Linked DNA regions of Mus musculus: region 1 is linked to region 2. The links are chromatin contacts, called in public Hi-C maps. All regions are on one chromosome and are shown on one strand. Each heading gives the region's core, a stretch centred on a gene start, on an enhancer-like site or on the middle of the called end of the contact. The rest is flanking DNA. Distances are from core to core; before and after follow the strand shown.

Region 1 (2,740 bases), core at 72-2,571, 4.8 Mb after region 2:
CAGGGCCTGCTCAGTGCCACAAAGTGGACTCTGAATTCCACTCATTGATTATGTCAACCCCAGGGGGATATAATCAGAGATTCCCTCCCGTTGGATTGGATGACAACTGTTTCCAAAAACCAAACAAAATGATTTTGGAAAGCAAAGCATTTACTTTATATCAGCTTGAACCCACACAGGAATCCAAATTCAACTCATAAGCCCCAAGAGACATTCTGCCATTTTGGTTTTAGACGGGATGAAATGTTAAGGAGACCTATGAGACCATTGCCACACCACATCACAGAAGATTAGGGACACTCTTCTACACACAGGGAAGGGTATTAACAAGGTGCTGAGAGGATCCTGAGGAGATCTAAGGCTGAGATGGAGATGCCTGACAGGAGCTGTTGCCAGAGAGCCCTTGGTATCTTCCAAGAACTTCTCTTCCCTCCACCTTCCCAACCTGCCACAGGGGTTTCTGGTTAACTAAACCGCCCAGGCTCCCCAGGAAAGGAATGGTGAAGTGTGGGGCTATGAAAGGCAGCCTAATTTAGTTGAATGAGGCTTGCTCCTGCGACCCAGTAAAGAACTCTACAAGGGACAGAAAAGTGTGCCACGTTCCCAAAGCCAGGTGCCTGACACCACAGACCCCCCAACTCCATAATTCTGTGACTATAAATCACGCAGGCAGACAGTGTCCCAAGCTTCTGGCATTCTGGCTAGACTCTACCCCTACAGTTACCTGACTATAGCCAGTTATGCTCCTCCCCACAATTATCTTATAGCCCAGGCAACTATAAAAGGGGCTGCTGGGCCCCTCCTCACTCTCTTTAAACTCTCACCTTTCTTACTCTCTAGCCTTCCTTCTCCCTCTCCCTTCCCCGCCTCTCTCCATGTGGCCAAGGCCGGTCTCTCTCTCTACTTTCTCTCCTTTCTCCCTGCCTTTCTACAATAAAGCTCTAAAATCACATACTGTCTCTGTTCATCGAGGCCTGCCATGCTTGAACGATGGGATAGGTTTTCCCCTAATGTGTAACCTCCCACCGGAAGGTCTTCCTGCCCTCCAGCCACCGACCAGACCAAGGACTCTCGCCCTCATGGGAACCACCTAGTGGACCCTCTCCCCCTGCCCTCTCCTCCCTTTGGCTCTGAGGCTGACCAAGCCGCTCCCAGGGCCCCCATTTGTTCTCAGCTCTTCCGCAGTATCCAGAGCAGGATGCCCAAGGCTGAGAATCTGTTGCCTTGGACTGCTTCCCACAACCAGACATCCATCCAGGGCCATGTTGAAAGCATGTGGCAGTCTTCCATGTCCACCTACTCAGAGCACTGGAAATCTGGCGGGACATAGGTTTTCTCCCACTCCCTTTATTCCCTGGCACCCAACAGCAAAGGTTGTCCTCTGAGACACAACCCAGGACAGAAAGGAGAGGAACTGACCTGAATGTCTGGGGAGGGAAAATAAATCACACACAACCTTTTTTTTTTTTAACAGATGAGATTTCCTTTGATTAAAAATTAAAAAAATGTTTGTGAATACTACTTCTCAGACTTCTGGTAATTCCTCATGTTGCTAAAGTTAAAAGTAATTTTATACATGTAGGCTAGATAAATAAATGCCTAGACTTTCCTTCAAATTGTTGAGTACAGAATGAAACAAATGCAAGATTGCCTGGGGAGTCTACCAATCAACAATGACATCCAGTTGATGTGCCCCGTTTGTACAACATCCAGCATCCAGGAGTGCGTAAGGATGTAGATAAGTGACCATTGATTTCACTGCAAGGCAGCTGTCCCATCACCATCTGTGTCTTGCTAAATAAAGTCCACAAGGCTGGGGCAGCACACACAGAGTAACGGGAAACATATGGTGAGATCCACCAGCTCATTAGGAGGATGGCTAAAGTACACAGTCCATCCCAGTAGTGAGAGGAAAGACTGGGGCAAGTGCTGCAGCTGACTGTCTTCAGGAGTTTCTTCCCCTGGGATGCCAGGACAGAATCCTAACAAGTAAGTCACTGTGCCCACCCCAACTCACCTAAGATTAAATTAAGTATATGTCCCATTTTAACAAAATTGCATACCTCCTCCCCAGACTCTCTTGTCTGTCTTTCGGCATCAGAAAAGATAAAAAACAAATGATAACATGAAGTATATACAAACGGAACTACAGATTAAATTTTTATCCAGTTTGAAAAAAGATGTCTTTCTGTCTGTCTCTCAGTAAAATCTGAATCAAGATATTCTGGTCCTTTGTATTTCAACTAAAACAATCTCCCAAAAAGTAACAAAAACCAGCCAAGAGATCTGGAGGAACCTTGGAGCACCTGTATTTGGTCCCAAGCATCCATGTTTAAAAGCCCATTTAGCAAGGAGCAGCCGGAATTCTGGTGCCGCAGAGGCAGACACAGGCAGATCCTAGGGCCTTGCTGGCTCCAGGTTTCATGAGAGGCAAGCTCTCTAGAAATTAAAGTGATAGGTTACTAAAGAAGAGGACCATCTTTGACCTCAGGGTCTCAACATGTACACACATACACACACATACACACACACACACACACACACACCACATCTATTCCTTGTTTCCTTACTTCTTCCTTCCTTCCAAGTCTCCTTACACTTTCTATGAGCATGTCCCTTCTATTCCTCCACACTACTGTCTCCTTATCACACCCCCAACACTACTGGCACCTCCCTCCAGAACCATAGAGAAGCCATGCCTTTCTCAGATCTTTCTCCCCCAGATTCACTTGCTGCCCTT
Region 2 (3,202 bases), core at 27-2,526:
TAAATAAATAAATAAATAAAGGTAATGATATTTTAGAGGTTACGTGTGTTTAAAAAAAATGGGAACAGTCTCGTGTGTGTGTGTGTGTGTGTGTGTGTGTGTGTGCACGCTGTAGCACTTTGCAGGCAATGCAGGTCTGCGCAGTGTTCTTCAGGATAGAGTGTAGGCGTTGAAAGCCGATGTGACAGTAAGTGTCTAAATTAGGAATTCCAACCATGAAAGGGGGCTTCATTTTATAATCAGGAACTCAAAAGGAGGTCGTATTTCTTTTCCTTATTAAAAAAAAAATCGGTATTTCTGCTTCCATTTATTTGGCAGTGGATGTCTGCAATAGTGTGCTTATCAGTGATTAGAAGAGAAGGGAAGAGCTGATTTCACATCTCTCTTCCACCCTTCATGTAACGCTCTTTATTTTTAACCATTCTTGGGGTACGAAGTCTTGTTTGTTTCTATATAATAAGAAATATGAATCATTGAACTGCCCCCACCCCCACTGCAGGCCCTGTTCAAACAACCGTATATCTGTCTAAGGAAAAATAAGGGCCAGAGGTTGCCTAAGGGATGGTCACTGAGGGCTCCAGAATGTTGTATTTATTTATTTATTTATTTGGCTCTTTCTGAGAGGCAAACCAGCACTGAGTTTAGCTATTCTCAAACTGATCTTCTGGGTGACACTTTAGTTTAGCCGAACATAGACGGCGCCATCACTCCACTGATTTTTTCCCCCAACAGAAGACCCAATCCTACTCTATCCTAACTTCCTTTTAACCTACCCCCCTCCGCCCCCGCTAAAATTACCTCAATCACGCACGAGTTGCTAGATTTTCTGGGTCTCTCTCCCTATTCCTTCCCATCCAGCACACCTCTTCAAAAACAGACTTCTCTTAACTTTTCAACTGCGGCGTTTTAGTAAGCTCAGAATCTTGCCATCCGCCAGCAACAGCCTTGACTTCCATCCCCCCAAACTGAGCCCAAGTCTCTCCGGGCGACCCCCCAGAAGACAGAGGTGACCCTTAGGCCCCTTTCCTTACCTTCCACTCCGAAAGCTCCGGGAGGCTCTTGATCTAAGACACCAGAACAGGCACACGTCCCAACAACAGTGATGGAGAGACTCCCCTTCGGTCCCAATCACCGTTGCCCATTTTTCCCCCCGGTTCAGCTTCAAATATTAAGATTTATGATTGGAAAAAAAATAATGCATGCAAACGAAAGGCAGAGGGAAAAAAAGGAAAAAAAAATAATAGGGGGGGGGGCGGTGGTATCCAGCGGCCAGAGCCTTGCGCCTTATCCAAGTGAATGAAGCCTTCAAAGGAGAGGCGGGGAGAGGCCCCCTGAAGGGAGACTCCACAGAAACACCAAACAGAAAAATGGAAGTGGATAAAGAGCGCAGATGTGTTTTCCCAAACCCACCCCCCCGCAACAAACGGATTGGCCAAGAAGCCAAAAAAGCGCTGAGAAGTGGCCGGCGGCGCTGGCTGGGGCGGCGTGTTGGGCGGTGGGCTGGTGGCAGGAGTGCTCCCGGCCGGTGGCGAGGCTGGAGCAGGAGCCGTTTGCTTGCTTGGTGCGCCCTCCTCCCCGGCCCTCCTCCCTGCCAGGTACTGATGGACGGAGCGCGGCTGAGGAGCTGGGGGTAAAATCCTGGGCTGGCGACGTCGGGAAGCTGTTTGAATGCCGGGCGAGGAGGGAGGCGCGCGAGGGCACGAGATAGTAAAGCTGTGTGGCGGGCGTGCGCGCCGGCGCGCGGCGCTCGCTCTCCCCGGGCTGCGCGCGAAGGGGGCCCGCGCGTTCCTCGGCGCGCACCCGCCGCTGGGCAACCCTCCCGCGCGCGTGCTCGTGGGTGCGCGCGTCCCCGGCGGAGCGCTGCGCCCGGACCAGAGTCCGGCCTCCCCCGCGGCGGGCGAGCTGGCGGGCGGGCGAGCGGGCGAGCGGGCGAGCGGGCGGGAGGGAGGACGGGCGCGGGAGCGAGGCGGGCGGGCGGGCGGGCGGGCGCGGGCTCCTCGGGGCTCTAGCCGAGCCCGCGCCCTGCTACTCAAACCCAAACACGTCTGGAAAACCGATCTTTTCTGCGCCTGGGAGGTTTTCGCATCCTCAGTTCCCACCGCTGAGGCTGGTCGCCACCAAGTGTAGGAGAAAGTCCCCAGGAGGAGAGGCAGGGGGGCGCGGAGACGGGAAGGCGACATGGAGGGGTAGGAAGTAAACGCTGGACTCGATCATCTGTCTGCTGCCATTCAGAGCGGACCTGCCGCAGCGGGAGAGCTGTCATTTCAGCACCGGGATTTAGCCTTGATCCAGTCTGCAGCTGAGGGGCCACAACTCAGCTCCCACTGCTCTTTGCCTCAGGCTGGAGGCTGGAACTATAGTTGTTCAGTTTTTTTGTTTTGTTTTGTTTTGTTTTTTGTTTTTAAAATCACAGCCAGACTGCAATTAACAGCTTATTTGTTCTGTCACGAAAGAGGCTTTGCCAGGACCACTGAGCAGGCTACCGAGGTCAGGCGTCCTGAGCTGCTCTCAGCATGGCGTTGGGACAATAGTGCGGGTTCTAAACTTTTGATTCGTTCTGGCTTCTTAATGCATTTATTCCTTGTCAAGTTTCCCCTCGTAGGAAGTTCGGGTAAGTGATGGGAAGAAATGAAGAAAAGCTACCTTTGTTGTCCGTTGAGAAGGGGGATAAGGAAGATAAATTTCTACACGACTCCACCGTTTTATTTACTTATTGTTTATTTTGCCTCTTGTACAGACGTCTGAAGATGCATCAGATAGACTTCACATGCACATGCAGGTCACTCGCCAGCTAGTTTGGTCTCTACTTGTGTACGCGGTTGGTGGTTTGCAAAACAAGTGTTTGAATAGTGTGCTTATGTGGTGGGAGGAGACATAATGGGTAATGCATTTGGGCAGAGTCCTCCTAAGGGTGAGTTGCCTGAGCAGCAGGTGAAGTTGAATGAAGCAATTTTCCATCATTTGCTCTACTCCCTCATTTGCATTTTTTGTTCCTCTTCTTGTTCCTCTCCCCTGGGGCAATTGCATAGCCAAGAACAGGATTTTCAAAGGAAGGCTATCATGAAAACAGGAAGGTACTGATGATCTTTTATGTACCAGAATTGTTTGAAATATTAAAATTGGCTCTTTGGCTCCTTGCATCTTACTGCATATTAATAGAATGACCCTCTTCAAGGCTTTTCTCTTTTAGGACAAGCATTGA

Evidence for each region. Hi-C and Micro-C count contacts between places; a contact is called where the count stands out from the background.
Region 1: a Hi-C map of cerebral cortex shows a contact between it and region 2, with 3 times the contacts expected there. The contact joins the enhancer-like site here to the promoter of Adgrb3 in region 2. A contact is called at or near these places in 5 of 484 Hi-C or Micro-C datasets (cerebellar granule neurons, cerebellum, cerebral cortex and 1 more).

The regions. Positions count from the first base shown.
Region 1 is chr1:30,587,275-30,590,014 of GRCm38.p6, forward strand. No RefSeq gene overlaps it. Among named protein-coding and RNA genes, the nearest start is that of Gm31581, 86 kb to the left of the region's middle. Within about 2 kb of position 1,322, at least 10 of the 459 cell types and tissues checked have an H3K27ac peak or open chromatin away from gene starts, as enhancers often do. A contact at or near this core is called in cerebral cortex, where this site is marked.
Region 2 is chr1:25,828,431-25,831,632 of GRCm38.p6, forward strand. It overlaps Adgrb3 (adhesion G protein-coupled receptor B3), which reads right to left and starts at 1,277. Exons shown (of 31, transcript NM_175642.4): 1 at 1,032-1,277. It overlaps Gm9884 (predicted gene 9884), which reads left to right and starts at 2,000. Exons shown (of 2, transcript NR_169046.1): 1 at 2,000-2,611; 2 at 2,738-3,140.